Linked DNA regions of Canis lupus: region 1 is linked to region 2. Evidence: chromatin contacts called from public Hi-C data. All regions are on one chromosome and are shown on one strand. Each heading gives the region's core, a stretch centred on a gene start, on an enhancer-like site or on the middle of the called end of the contact. The rest is flanking DNA. Distances are from core to core; before and after follow the strand shown.

Region 1 (7,362 bases), core at 3,933-6,432, 180 kb before region 2:
ATAGAATACCATTTGCTTGTTAGGGAGAAAAAGTTAAGTATTCAAAAATGATAAAATATATCATCACTACAGTTTGAAAACTAGTCTCTTCTTTAACACTAAAAATCCTAGAGAATAAAGAACTTGTAGTTGTAAAAGATTTTAACTTGTTAATTAGGTTTTAAAATCTGGATGTGAGGGCGATCTGGCTGTGACATCTGTCACCCCATTGATCGCCAGGGTTGATTCGGCTGATCTGGCTGGCTAGGCGGGTGTCCCCTTCCTCCCTCACCGCTCCATGTGCGTCCCTCCCGAAGCTGCGCGCTCGGTCGAAGAGGACGACCATCCCCGATAGAGGAGGACCGTTCTTCGGTCAAGGGTATACGAGTAGCTGCGCTCCCCTGCTAGAACCTCCAAACAAGCTCTCAAGGTTTTAAAATCTGCCCACGTCTGGGGTGCCTGGGTGGCTCAGTCGGTTAAGCGTCCAATCTTGATTTCGGCTCAGGTCATGATCTCAGGGTCATGGGACAGAGCCCCGCATCAGGCTCTGCACTCAGCGTGGAGTCTTCTCCCTCTCCCTCTGCTCCCCCACCCTACCCCCCCCCACTCCCCACGCTCCCTATCTCTAAAATAAACAAATAAAATCTTTAAATTCTGCTCATTCCCCACACTGGGTGTGTACCCAGCGGAGGGAATGTGCCCTGTATTTTTCATTTAAACAATTTGACATCTTTAAGTTCTCACTTTTCCTTTGCCACGTAACAACCTTGGTCAAGAGAGTAAACTCTCTTACCCTGTATCTCTAATTCTGTATGAGAGATGCAACTCACTACCACACTTGATTGGTAAGTGAACAGTTAAGAAATATCACTGTACTCTTAAAAAAAAAAAAAAGAAAAGAAATATCACTGTACCCTTGCCTAGCACCTTGAGTGAGGCAAGCTCTTTGGCTTGCTCCTTTTGATATTCACAAGGAGGGTGACTGCATGAAGAGGACCCAGAGATAAAAAAAGTTAGCCCACTAAGAGACTGGTGTCCACAGGCCAAGTCAATGAATAGTACAATATGGGGCTCAAATTCAGATCTTCCTAAGATCTAAGTCTTAGGAAGTCTAAGTTCAGTGATCTTTCTATTAGACCATGTTTTGTACAGTCTTAGCATGCATGGCTTGTGTCTCTTCATTTGACTTGTGATTTTGAATGTTTACTCTGGTGCTGCCAGAATGTTGTGGAATTTCTCTTCGTGTTTGGAAATCTGTGTTGTAAGAAGGTACCTGTCAGTTACTTACGTCACCAGCTAACATAAATACAAGACATCACTCAGTTTGATGAATGAAAAATGAATGAATGGGCCAACACAGTTGTCTACCACCTGCCTCATCGCGCCTGCAGGGCAGGTTTACTGGCCCATTCGTACAGGCACACGGAGGAATAACTGGCCATTTTCCCGTTACCCAGGCTTAGACACAGCACAGACAGGAGCTTCTGTCTCTCCCCCAGGCGCCCACCGTGGGAGGGGCCTTGAAACTCAAGACTGGGGCCAGGAGAGAAGCAAGTACCTATCGTCATAGGAGGAGATCCTCTTGCCATCCATGACTCGGGAGGGAGTGAGGGAGAGCAGACTGAGCGAGTACAGCTTTTGCAGGAAGTGGCCCTCTAGAGAAACAGAGGAGCACAACGGGGTTATCCTCAAGCTGAAGCGGGGCCTCTCCCAGGTTACAAAAGACCAGGCCCAACTCACCTCTGACCTTGGCATCCTTACTGAAGCGCCACTGAGGCACAAAGACAGTTATGTCACGGTGACCCCGGTCCCAGAAGTACTGCACAGCAATGGCAATGCCCCGACTGGAGAAGTAGTGCTGGAGGCCATGCCTGCGGTGGGAAGGGGTCAGCACTCTAGGGCCCCAGAGCAGGGGCCTCGCGGCCCATGTCCCCAAGGTCAGCAACACTGCTTGTAGCATTCCCCCTCCCCAGGATCCTCAGGCCCACCGGGGTACTCACACCATGGCCACATTGCTGCCATCGATGACAATGTGACGGAGGTCCGGCTGGCCAGGCACATTGGCGAGGCACAGGGTGAAAGGGTCCTGCAGGGCCTCCTGGAAACGCTGAGTGCCAGTCACCAAGTTGCCCCCTCGAGTGCCTCGTTTCCATGGAGACCCACGACCTCGAGCCACCACCTGCTGCTTGTCTCCCCTGTCTCCTCGGTCCCCACAGTGCCATGGGGGTTCGGGTGCAGGCGGAGGGCTAGGCACCCTTGGGGGTGAGGCTCTCCCATTGTGTAGCCGCTGGAGGAGGGAGGCTCCCCGGGGCTGAGCTGCCCTCTGATAGGGGCCCTGGGCCCCAGAAGGCTCACCCTGGACACAGAACGAACTTCCTCTGTCCTGAGGCATCCCCTCTTGCCCGAGGGCCTTTGCTGTCAGAGGTCCTACCTGCCCTGGCACTCCTCCTTCTGACTGTGATCTGAAAGCCCCTTCTTTCTCCCAGGCCCCTTCCCCAGGCAGCTCCTTCCACCCCAAATCCATCGCCCTGGGAGGACCCTGCTTCCCTCCCTCCTTCTCCATAACATGTCTCTCACCCCTTGACTCTCGCCACCCCATAGGTCCAGGGTCCACGGACTCCCTGTCTTCACTCAAGGGAGCTCTGACTCCCTGGTACTGAGCACCCAGTGGGCCTGGGCTCCCCCTATCCCAGAGGGGTGGTGCATGGGGCCCCTGCCCCCTGGATGCCTCCCGCACCAGGCTCAACAATTCCTCCTGGACAGCCGGGGGCAGCTGTAGCAGGGCCTCTCTGTGGGCATCCCCACAGGGCTGCAGCAGGGCAGAGAAGTCTCTCAGCACGCCAGCACCCTGAGAGGCTCCAGGGGCTCGCCCTGGCCGAAAGTCCCAGCTCAGCCGCTCCACCAGCTCCTCCACTCTGCTCTGAGCCATGACAAAAGCCTCGGTCAGGCCACTGACCATCAGCGAGCCGGGCGGCCCTGGCACCAGGTGAGCTGTTGTGCTCCAGACCAGACAGTCAAGGAAGAAGCCCTGGGCTCCCAGGAAGATGCAGTGCAATTTGGGTGGGTAGTGGACTTCATCCTGCAGCTCCGGGCTGCAAAGACCCTTCAGGAATTCCTAGGGGAGCAATGGAGGAGTGGGGGGAGGGGGGAGAACGAAAGGAAAAAAGGAGATTGCTGGAATTCTACATGGCCCAGTAGCCTCTTTAAGCCCATTGCACCCCCGCCCCCAACCAAGTTCCAGGAAGCCTGGACAGAGCAATGGAGCCCCACAGATCCTGAAAAAGGTAAGGATTAAAAAAGGGATCAAGAATCTACTTTTCATTTTTAGCTGATAGTCTATGGTTCATACTTCCATTTAGAACTTGACTCAATTTGAGATACTATTATAGTTAACTGAATATAATTAACGAGGCTGTCTCTCTAAATATTTATGCGTATATGTATTGTTTATTTCCACCATAATGATTGTCATTGCTAACTTTTGCTGAACTCATGCTTTATCCCATTCACAGTAAGCCTAATGAGGTGGACACTGCAATTATTCACATTTCATAGATAAGGAAATGGGAGACTCCCCCACAGGGCTGGTAGGTGGTGGAGCTGTACTGGAACCTCTGGTGGAAGGAAGCAATGCGGCCTGGCCTCCCATCCCCCAGTGAATTCCTTGGTAGGGCCTGCTTGCCCAACTGGATTATCTCCAATCTCCCAAACAGCACAGCTGATTTGAGTGGAATCACCTGTCTAAGTCTTGGCAGAACCTGGCTCAACACGGCTGAAATGAAACCAAAACTCCAGATAAATACAGATTTGCAAAGTCCCTCAAAGCTCAGAGCCACTGAGGTTGCCAGTAAGACAACCAAGGAGTGGAGAGATCCTCCCCAGCAGCCCCTCCTCTCCTCTGGCTCTGTGTGGGGGAGGGAGTCATTGTTCCCGAAGGGTCAGAGAGGGGTGTTCACCTTGGCTCTGCTGGCGTTCTCCTTGGGGCCCTCCAGCTGCAGCCAGATGTGAGGGTTCTCGGGACAGTCCTTCGGTAGGACACTCATCCCCACGCGGAAGATACGCTCCACGTAGTGTTGCTGCTCCCGCACCTTGTCCTCAGCCTCCGCAGACACGGCAAAGCGATCAGGGGACGGGGAGCCGGCCCCCCAGGTAGGCATGGCTGCCTGGCCACCCAGCCCTGGAAGGAGGGAAGCCAGCTCAGCGCCTCCTCATCCCCTCAAACCAAATTTTGCTCTCCCGGCCTACAGCAGCTATCAACAGGTCGCACCTAGTCACCAATCTAGTAAACAACCTGGGTCCGTCTAGGAAGGGAATGTCAGATTATCCAGAACCGAGTCTTCTCTCCGGAGAGGAAGTCCTGAGCACACAAGGCTGCCTACTAGGGATGGGCATCTGGCCTTTGGAAAAGGCTGACCACAGCCCCAAGCGGGAAGAGTGGGGGGCTCCAGCTCGGTCCGGAGGCCAGAAGTGCACAGATGACAAAACTGTTCCTCTCCTCGGGGTCTCCGCAGTCTCCGGGTCCAGCGCGGCCTCCTACGCACGGATCTGGGGCTTGACTTGGCAAGTCCTCCGGAGCCCCCGGTCTGCCATTTCCAGGGTTCTAGCCCCTCCCACCGCCCCCTCCCTCCGCGGCCCGCAGCCCGTCTCGGTGGCGCTCCGGCCCCGCCCGGGCCCCGGGGCCGGGCCGGGAGCCGCCCACAGCCGCCGCCCCCGGCCGCCCCTCCCCCCGGCCGCTCGGCCCTGGGGCGTCGGGCTCGGCTCCCGGAGCCCCGGCGCGGGGGAGAGCGCGCCTACCCGGCTCGGCCGCCCGCTCGGGCCTCGGTCCCGCCGGCGCCGCCCGGTGCCTGCAGGCCCCGCGGAGAAGGGCGGGACGGGGCAGAATCTGGGCGGGCCCTCTCGGAGTCCTCCCCCAACGGGGACCGGTCTGCACGTCGCGAACAGCTTTTTGAGTCACTTCCTGGCCCGGGGTGGAGTCAGCCAGGCCCCCCCCCACCCCCACCCCCCACCCCCGCCCTGGGCCGGCTCCGGGCCCTAGCGCGCGCCAGCCTCCGGGCTCCGCCCCGGCCCCGCCCCCCGGCCTCGGCCCCGCCCCCGGCCCCGCCCCGCCCCGCCCACTCGCCCGCAGTGCCCGCGGGCTCCACCTCCCAGCCTGCCTGAGCGGCTCGCCTCTGCCTGTCAGTCCGGTTTCTCGTGCGTTCTGAGCCGCTGTTTCTCGGGAGAGAAGAACCGCTCGTTGAGAGCTGGAGGCGAAGAGGGCCTTAAAGGGACTAATCCAGTACCCTCAGATGAAGATGTGGAAGACCAAAGAGAGGAAGAGACTGGCCCACGGTCACAAGATACGGATACCGTTGGCCCAAGCACTTTCCACCCAGACAGTTGTAGGGAAAAGACAAGGGCGCCCACTTTCTTCCAGCCCCAGAAAGGGGCCACGGAGAGGGCTGTTGACTAGTGAGGGATTTTGAAGATAGATAGGAGGAACAAGGAGAAAGAAGGGGCTGTAGGGCTGTCTTGTGCACACGTGCACACTCACACACACACATTCCAATAGGCACATGTACACTGTTAGATGCATAGCAAGTTCTCTCTTGTCCCAGATGCCGCCTTCAGAGCCCTCCAGAAGGGCTGCCCTGGGCTCTGGCTGTAGCCCTCCTGAATGGCTGCTTCATCCCTCCTCTCCCTCCTGGAGCCCAACTGCTGCTGTCACTTCATACCCTGCCAAGGAGGAGGGAACTGCAGTGACAGCAGGAGAGAGAAGCAGGACAGACAGAGTCGTGGGGCACAGAGAGGTATGGAGAGAGATGCTGAGCCCAGGGAACACGGAGCCCCAGAGAGAGAGGGCTGAGGGGCGGAGCTAAGGTAGTGAGAGTCTGAGGGAAGTGGGAACTGAAAGGAACAGCAAGAAGGGGCAGGAGACAAGAGGATTTGTGGGTCACAGAGCCCCTCGGCCATGCTGGGAGCAAAGCGACACTGGTTACCAGGTCTCCTACTCAGCCCCAGGGTGCCCTTGGCACTGATGCTCCTGACCTTAGGGTGTGGATGGGCCCAAGAGGGGGCAGAGCCTGTCCTGCTGGAGGGCGAGTGTCTGGTGGTCTGTGAGCCTGGCCGAGCAGCTGCAGGAGGGCCTGGGGGAGCAGCCCTGGGAGAGGCACCCCCCGGAAGAGTGGCATTTGCTGCAGTCCGCAGCCACCACCATGAGCCAGCAGGAGAGATCAGCAATGGCACCAGTGGAGCCATCTACTTTGACCAGGTAATCCCCTTGCCCTTGCCCTTGTCCAGACAACCTATAAGGACCTGGAATCCACCGCCCAAAACCACTTTGCTCTTAGGGAAAAGTCCCCTTCTGCAACCAGCTGCCCCTCAACCCTACTGCCTGGCTCCTTTCCCTACACTCCCACCCACATCCCACCTTGTCCTTTCTCACCATTTCGTTTGAATCTGTGCATTCCTCCCTGTTCTTATCTCCTTGCCACCCTTTCTTTTCCTTACTCACTGCCCCACTCCACAACCTAGTGGTTTCCTGAACCCTACTCAGCAAAGTCTACTTCCCACAGGTCCTGGTAAACGAGGGTGGTGGCTTTGACCGCGCCTCAGGCTCCTTCGTGGCCCCTGTCCGTGGTGTCTATAGCTTCCGGTTCCATGTGGTGAAGGTGTACAACCGCCAAACTGTCCAGGTGACCTGTGTGCTGGGGCCCTGTCGTGGGTCAGGAGGGGAGGAGAGGGAGGGGGAATAAGTGGAGTCCAGCTGACTCATAGGTAGACCCTCCATTGATGGGGTGGGGAGGAAGCGGGTAGGAACAAGGGAGGAAAGGGCCAGCCTAGCAGCGAGGGTGGAGGAAGTAGAGTCCAACAGTGACCACCTCTCAGCCCTCCTACCAGATTGTACTGAGCCCTTGGGAACTGTGAAAAGTTCCTGAGAAAAGAAGAACTGAGAAAAGAAGAAGACCTTGGGAAAGTGGGGTCTTGGGAAGAGGGCTGCGGAGAAGAGCTAACTGGACTCACCTCCCCAGGTGAGCCTGATGCTGAACACATGGCCTGTCATCTCAGCCTTTGCCAACGACCCTGATGTGACTCGAGAGGCAGCCACCAGCTCCGTGTTACTGCCCCTGGACCCCGGGGACCGGGTGTCCCTGCGCCTGCGTCGGGGGAACCTACTGGGTGGCTGGAAATATTCGAGTTTCTCTGGCTTCCTCATTTTCCCACTCTAAAGGTTCAAGCCTTTCAAGGACCAGAATCTAACCCCTGACCTCTGACTTCTGTCCTCTCCTGCCCCTAAAGCAGCATCTTTGGGGAAGAAGAGAGGTTCCCTCTGGCTGCCTATATTCAACCTTCTTGCATGGGACCCTGTGCCTAACACCCAAGGTGAAGACTAGAGCTGTGGTGTCT
Region 2 (7,137 bases), core at 1,605-4,104:
ACCAACCTTTGTGGTTGATTTTCTAAGAGGACATGAAGTGGGTGGAAGAAGTATAGCAGGCCCTGTGGACCGCAGAGCTCTCCCCCAAATAAGCATGGAAGCTGGAAGGCTGGCCCTTTTGGATGCAGTGCTTGGCAAATTCTGAAAGAAATAAAAACACCAAAGATTTTTATTTTCCCTATGATAAGCCAGGTGGAGCTAATTACAAATATAAAGGCAAAAATGCATGAGATGTGACTTACAAATGTTTCCTAGATTTATGGATCATAGTGGTTGCACTTTCTTTTAAATAAAGTTTTTTTAAATTTTTTATTTTACATTTTTTTTTAAATGTTTATTTATTTATGATAGTCACAGAGAGAGAAAGAGAGAGAGGCAGAGACACAGGCAGAGGGAGAAGCAGGCCCCATGCACCGGAAGCCCGATGTGGGATTCGATCCCGGGTCTCCAGGATCGCGCCCTGGGCCAAAGGCAGGCGCCAAACCGCTGCGCCACCCAGGGATCCCTTTATTTTACATTTTAAAAATAATGGCTACCTTCAGCTGTTCTAAGGTCCACCCTGGAAAGGGTGTATTTGTCCACAGTTGGACCAAAATTTTACAGGAGAGACTGACTGGCAGGATCCAGCCATGGCAGTGGCTAATGGACCTATCCCTTTGCCCGTTTAACAAATATTCAGTGATGTGTGCCAAGCAATGGACTAAGTGCTAAAGCACAGGACAATGCTAGTTCTTGCCCTATGGAAGCCTGCAGTCTACGAAAGAAACAGAATAACTACATGAAATAAAGTAGGGTAAATAGCTCTGAAGTTTACAGTAGAGGCATGTGACCTGGCCTGGTGGTGGTGGTTAGGAAAGCTTTCCCTAAATAGGTGACCTTGGAGGAGGATATCTAGGTAGAGGAAAGGGAAGAGATCACTGCAGACAGAAGGAATAGCCTGTGCAAAGATCCTGTGGTGGGAGGAAGTCTGGAAGAGTAAACAAGACTGAAAGATGATGTGGCTAAGGCAGAGAGAGCAAAGGGCAGAGTGTAGGAGCTGGAGTTGAGGGGCACAGGCCACACCTTGTGGGGCCTCATAGGCCAGATTAAGGATCTCTGTCTGCCTTAGAGCAGTGGGAAGCCTTTGAAAGCTTTGAGGAATTGGAGGTGACAGGACCAGTTTGTGTTTTGGATAGATTGCTGGGCTTGTAGTATCAAGAATAGATCAGAGCTGGGTTGGTGTGGATGCAGAGACCCAGACTGGAAGGCAATCATAGTCATTTATGCTCAAGATGGTAGTTGGGGCCAGAGCGGTAGTGCTGGGGACAGAAGTAGAAAGCTTGGTGGAACATCTAGGAGACAAAGTTCACAGAACTTTGGGAAGGACAGGATGTGGCAGGGTGGAGGGCGGAGAGGAGCAGTAGTAGGAGAAGCCCCAGGTTTCAGGTTTGTAGAGCAGCACTGATTGGGTGCCATCCGGGGATGGAGGGACAGGGGTCCCTCCCCAGAGAGAGGAAACTGCAGGGGAAGGTGATGCTCAGAGACACACAGTCAATTTTCCTTTGGGTGACTTGGAGGATTCGTTTTGGTCTGACTGAAACTGTTCCCTTAGCTCAGGGTTCTTCCAGCATAGTCCCTAGACCACTTACATTCAAATCAACTGAGATGTCAATAATTCAGGTTTCTGGGTGCCTCACAAACCAGAATCCCTGGAACAGAGGCCAAGAAGTCTGTTTTAACAAGCTCCCAAAGGGTCGGCTCCTATGCATGTAAGAATTGAGGACAACCACCTTCTATTTTTCTTCTTAGCTGGACTTTTCCCATGTTCTCCCTCCCAAGACCCTTCTTGCGCCCGCAGCAGCCATGAGATTACCTGGCCAAAGTTCTAAGCTCTGACTGACCACTTGTCTTTTTGAACCTATGAATGTAACAAGGCTTCAAGACAAGGGGCTCCTAAGACAGGAGAAAGAAGGCTGAAAAAGGAGCTGGTTGTGTTAGCTGTAAATACACAAACAAGATGCTGCATGTACAAAAAGGAACCAGCTCTCCCCTGGGGTTTCCCACTCAGTGGGGGTGACAGACATGTAAAGACTGAAAATACAGGGACACCTGGGTGGCTCAGCGGTTGAGCACCTGCCTTCCGCCCAGGGCGTGATCCTGGGGTCCGGGGATCAAGTCCTGCATCGGGCTCCTTGCATGGAGCTTGCTTCTCCCTCTGCCTGTGTCTCTGCTTCTCTCACTTTATTTATTCCTCTCTCTCTCTCTCTCTCTCTATCATAAATAGATAATAAATAAATAAATAAATAAATAAATAAATAAATAAATAAATCAAACACCAAGTTAACCACCTTCTTTATTTTCTCAAACTCCGTACCTCATTTTTTCTTTAAGATTGTATTTATTCATTCATGAGACACACTGAACTAGAGGCAGAGACGCAGGCAGAGGGAGGAGAAGCAGGCTCCATGCCGGGAGCCCGATGCGGGGCTCGATCCCGGGTCTCCGGGATCACGCCCTGGGCCGAAGGCGGCGCTCAACCGCTGAGCACCCAGGGGTCCCAAGTACCTCATTTTTGAAAGGCGGGCGCCCTCTCCTGTTTCGCGAAAGGAACAGTTGCTTTCTTACGGGAAGCCGACGCCGCTCGGAGGCTCCGTCCAAGGAACGGAACCGCAGTGGCTCAGACGACGGGGCAGGGGCACGGCAGGGCCTTCGCTTCCCAGACCAGCAAGTGGGGCGGTACCGGGGCCGGGCCTCGCGGGCTCGGCGGGCGGGGCGGGGCGGGGCGGGGCGGGGCGGGGGCGGCGCCCGCTGCGGAGGCGTCGCCTTATGACGCCACGCCGCGTCCCCCCGCCGGTGGCCCATTGGCTCTCCGTTGCCGCCCTTTTCCGGGGCAGGGAAACTGCGGCAGAGCCGGAAGCGGGGTAGCCCTCGGGCGCGAGGGGGCGGCGGCGCGGCCGAGACCCCGGGCCCCGGGCCGGCTGGCTTCTCCTCCCAGCCACCCGCGCGCGCTGAAGGCCTCCAGGACTCGGGCGCCCCATGGGCGGCATCGGATCGCGAGCTTCCCGGCGCGGACCGCCGGAGCCCAGCCACTGAGAGGCACCGGAAGCTTCGCCCGCAGGAGTCGTCGCGAAGCCTCGCGCGGAGGATGGCGGCCAGAGGGACAGCCCCGGGGGCGGAGCCCGCGGCCACGGCCACGCCCCCGGGGGCCGGTCCCGCCGCTCTGCGCCTCGCCGCCGCCGCCTGCTGGCACGTCGTGCGGGGTCGCTGCGTGGAGCACTTCCCGCGGGTGTTACAGTTCCTGCGGTCGCTGCGCGCTGCCGCCCCCGGTTTGGTTCGCTACCGCCACCACGAACGCCTGTGTATGGGCCTAAACGCCAAGGTATCGGACCAGGAGCAGCTGGAAGACAGAAAAGGGCGGGTGCGAGAGGACCTGATGAGGTCCGACCACTTGGGGTTGGGACTGGTTGGAAAAGGGCAGCTGGCCCCAAAGCGCAGATTGTGAAGTTAGTACCCTTCACAGGTAGTGGTGGAGTTGATCCTGCAGGGCCGGCCGTGGGCCCAGGTTCTGAACGTCCTGCACCATCATTTCCCAGAGTCTGGACACGTAGTGCGGGACCCCAAAGCTGTGAGTAACCCCTGGAACAAGCCTTATTCCCCAGTTAACACTGGGTGCCACGATGTTGATTCTCCTTCCGGCCACTGGGTCCTGGTGACCCTAGACTGTCCGCTTTTCATTACGCTCAACAGACAAAGCAGGATCTGAGGAAGATCTCGGAGGCACAGGAGACGTTTTGCCAACAGGTGAAGCAACTAGCAGAGGCCCCAGTGGACTTGGCTTCCAAGCTGCAGGTGAGACTGGCTGGCTGGTTTGGAAGCTATTATGCGGTTAATTTTCCTAATCCTCCTCTGACCTCCTTTTCTCCCCACTGCAGGAACTTGAACAAGAGTATGGGGAACCATTTCTGGCTGCCATGGAAAAGCTGTTTTTTGAATACTTGTGTCAGCTAGAAAAAGCACTGCCTGCACTGCAAACACAGCAGGTTTTCCTGGGGCAAAAAGAAGGGCAGTGCGTGGGATGGTTGTATCAAGGACTGTGGTCTTCATGCCTCTCTCCCTCTGCCCACAGCTTCAGGATGTGCTGAGTTGGATGCAGCCTGGAGTTTCTATCACCTCTTCTTTTGCCTTGAGCCAATATGGTGTGGACATGGGGTGGCCACTTTCAGGTACTAGGGAACTTGAGGGTGGATTGTTTGGCCTGAAACCTTTTGAGATGGGCTCTTGGAAAGGTTACATGGACCTGAGGCATAAGAAACCAGACTGAATTGTGTTTCTGTCCTAAAGAGCTTCGTTTTCTTTTCCAGAGTCCTCCGTTACTGACTCAGTGAGCATGACAGAGCCCACGGAGCAGAGTCCTCCTCAGCAACCAAAACTGGCACTTCACCATCCTTTGCCAAAAGCCAGGCCTGGCCCATACCTTCCTCAGGAACCAGCCTCAAGGAAGCACCCAGTACCTACAGCTGGCTGCCACTTTAATCTGGCCCCTCTGGGCCGGCGAAAAATCCAGTCCCAATGGGCATCCACTAAGGGAGGCCATAAGGAGCGCCCCACAGTCATGCTGTTCCCTTTTAGGAATCTGGGTTCACCATCCCAAGTCATATCTGAGCCGGAGAACAAGGAAAAACATGGGATGCACATGGCAGATCCAACAGGTGCTGTGGGTACGAGAGCAGCTTCCACTGGAAAGTCTAAGAATCTGTCCCCAATCCTGGGGGAAAGGATTCTGAAGAACCCAGCTGACCTGTTGGCTTCAGAGCAAGAAGAGTGAGTGGAACAGTTGCTTCTCCCTACCAGCAGCACATTCTTTGCCTGCTTTCCCCTCACCTCTCCTTTCTTCTTTGCTTGCTCCCCCTGCAGGAATTGTTTGGTCTGCCCAGCGGACCCCCTGAGACTTTCACTGTCCCCTCCTAGGGCCAGGAAACCAGGTAAGTATCCTGAGTCAGGACTGGGTCAGACAGCCTCCTCTCTTGGGGACTCTTGAGGGTCTGTCCCCCTAGAAGGGTGCTTTGACTCTGGTTTCCTTCCTACAGTGTGTCCTCCATCTCTGTGCAGCTCTGTCATTACCATAGGGGACTTGGTTTTGGACTCTGATGAAGAAGAAAATGTCCAGAAGGAAGGAAGGGTGAGTAGGAAGGCACAGAAAGCTGGGGGAAGGGGCTGAGCAGAACCAGAGAAACCCACCAAAATATGGAGGGCTCAGGGACTGAGATGATGATAGTATTTCCCTGCTCCCTTCTCTGCAGGAGTCTCTGGAAGACTTTCAGAAGACAAAGTTTGACACCTTGATTCCCACCTTCTATGAATACCTCCCCGCTTCTGGCCCCAGTGCCATGTCTGTCCCTTCCATGACCACAGGGACAAGTCCAGACACTTAGGATAGGATGAGAATTCCCTCTGCACCCTGCCTGTCTCTTTCCTCAGCTCTATACACAGTTTTAGTGGGAATAAAGTGGAATCCCCAAGCGTGGTACCTGACTGCCTTGCTAAAAACTCTGTAATCCCTGTTAATCTAAATTTGGATTTGTTAAACATGGTCTTGGTGTGAGGAAGGGCAGTGAAGGCTCTTACCAAGTTAGTGTAGGTCATTCCTTAGAATTGGCCTCACCAAGGCTGGAGGAATCCCTTTGCCTTAGCACTTCCCCCTGGAAAATGTTGTTCACGTGTGCCAAGAAGGGTTGATAGAGAAATTTCCCTTTGCTATGCTAGAAAGTGCTGTGTGTCATGATGCCAGGATGTACTTTGTAAACTCTCATGCCGCCAGACTACCCGGGAGTGGTGGCACTAGGATGGAGATACTACATGGAAAATGTGCTTCCTGTCCTTGACTCTACTATGCCAACTCTGCTTCTATTTGCCCTGGAACAGCACTCAGATGCGAGGCTTGTGCAGAAAGATCCAGAATCTCTTTAAAGTCACTGAGGTCTCTTTATTGAGATATTTAAAATGCGTCAACACTTCTGAGCTTTTTAGGTATTCAAAGCTCCTATTTAATGAAGCTCATTACCAAAACATGATTTCAAGAGCCTAACTCTTCCAGATCAAAGCCACATTAAACACCTAGATAGGAACCAGCATCTTTTCCTTTTAATAATCTTCGGGATGCTGGGTCCCCAGTGTGCATTTGACTGTCTTCATTTTCTTAGCTTGGCTGCCTCGCTTCCTCCCCAGTGTGTGCCCTGGGCATTATGTGTGTACAGAGTACAGAATTACTGCAGGAGCCCTCAGCAGTGAGACAACTGGAAATGACTGAGTGATAAATAGCCATAGTAGTTCGGATGGGTGAGGAACCCACTTGGGAGGTGCTAGTGCCTTGAGAGGGCACAGCTGCTCAGGTCTAGCTCTCATCACTGAAGATTGGATTCACCTGCTGGGTGACCCGGATGAAGGTGGTTCTCCGGCTCAACTCCTTCAGTTTAGCTGCTCCCACGTAGGTACATGTGGAGCGGATGCCTCCAAGGATGTCTCGGATGGTATGTTCCACATCCCCTTTAAAGGGCACCTCCACCGTCTTTCCCTCTGAGGCCCTTAGAGGAGGAAAAACTTTCTTACCTTTTCCTTTTGGATTCATAAGCCCAATGGCTCTTCCCTGGTCTCTGGCATTTACCCCAGTTCACCGCTTTTCCTCCAAGAATCGTACCGTGCACCTCCCAGCAGCCAGGACTTCTGCCACCACCCTCTTGGTCACACTTTACAGGAACCCTCAGCTCCTGGACCTCTGCACATACCTGTACTCAGCCACTCCCCCAGCATACTTCTTCATGGCCATTTCAGAACTCATCCCATAAAAGAGCTTGTACTTCTTGCCATCTCTCTCAATGAGCTCACCACCTGATTCACTGTGCCCAGCCAGCATGCCACCCAGCATCACAAAGTCAGCTCCTGCCCCTGCCAGCATCAAGAAGGGGGGAAAGAACTGAATCTGGTCCGGGTGCCCACATGCCCACCCTCAGAAGCAACTCCCCAAATTCTCAGTCCTATCAATGAGTATAACATGTTCCTGGTTTTGTTTCCCTAGCTGACACACAACCCACACAAGCCTGGTCTGCTCTGGCCTCTACTCCTCAGTGGGCCTGATTTCTCCAAGAATTTAAAAGGAATCTG

What was found. Hi-C and Micro-C count contacts between places; a contact is called where the count stands out from the background.
Region 1: a contact with region 2 is called in a Hi-C map of blood, with 2.7 times the contacts expected there. The contact joins the promoter of CBLN3 here to the promoter of TINF2 in region 2. A contact is called at or near these places in 2 of 9 Hi-C or Micro-C datasets (amygdala and blood).

What each region holds. Positions count from the first base shown.
Region 1 is chr8:4,526,164-4,533,525 of UU_Cfam_GSD_1.0, reverse strand. CBLN3 (cerebellin-3) reads left to right here and starts at 5,182. Exons shown (of 3, transcript XM_038544353.1): 1 at 5,182-6,226; 2 at 6,531-6,650; 3 at 6,987-7,362. The coding sequence starts at 5,927. The coding sequence ends at 7,184. KHNYN (protein KHNYN) reads right to left here. Exons shown (of 9, transcript XM_038544343.1): 3 at 3,936-4,156; 4 at 1,980-3,094; 5 at 1,720-1,850; 6 at 1,538-1,634.
Region 2 is chr8:4,344,831-4,351,967 of UU_Cfam_GSD_1.0, reverse strand. TINF2 (TERF1-interacting nuclear factor 2) reads left to right here and starts at 2,854. Exons shown (of 9, transcript XM_038544286.1): 1 at 2,854-3,358; 2 at 3,500-3,604; 3 at 3,727-3,828; 4 at 3,912-4,019; 5 at 4,106-4,202; 6 at 4,341-4,800; 7 at 4,894-4,961; 8 at 5,067-5,158. The coding sequence starts at 3,125. GMPR2 (GMP reductase 2) reads right to left here. Exons shown (of 10, transcript XM_038544289.1): 9 at 6,762-6,921; 10 at 5,942-6,560. The coding sequence ends at 6,371.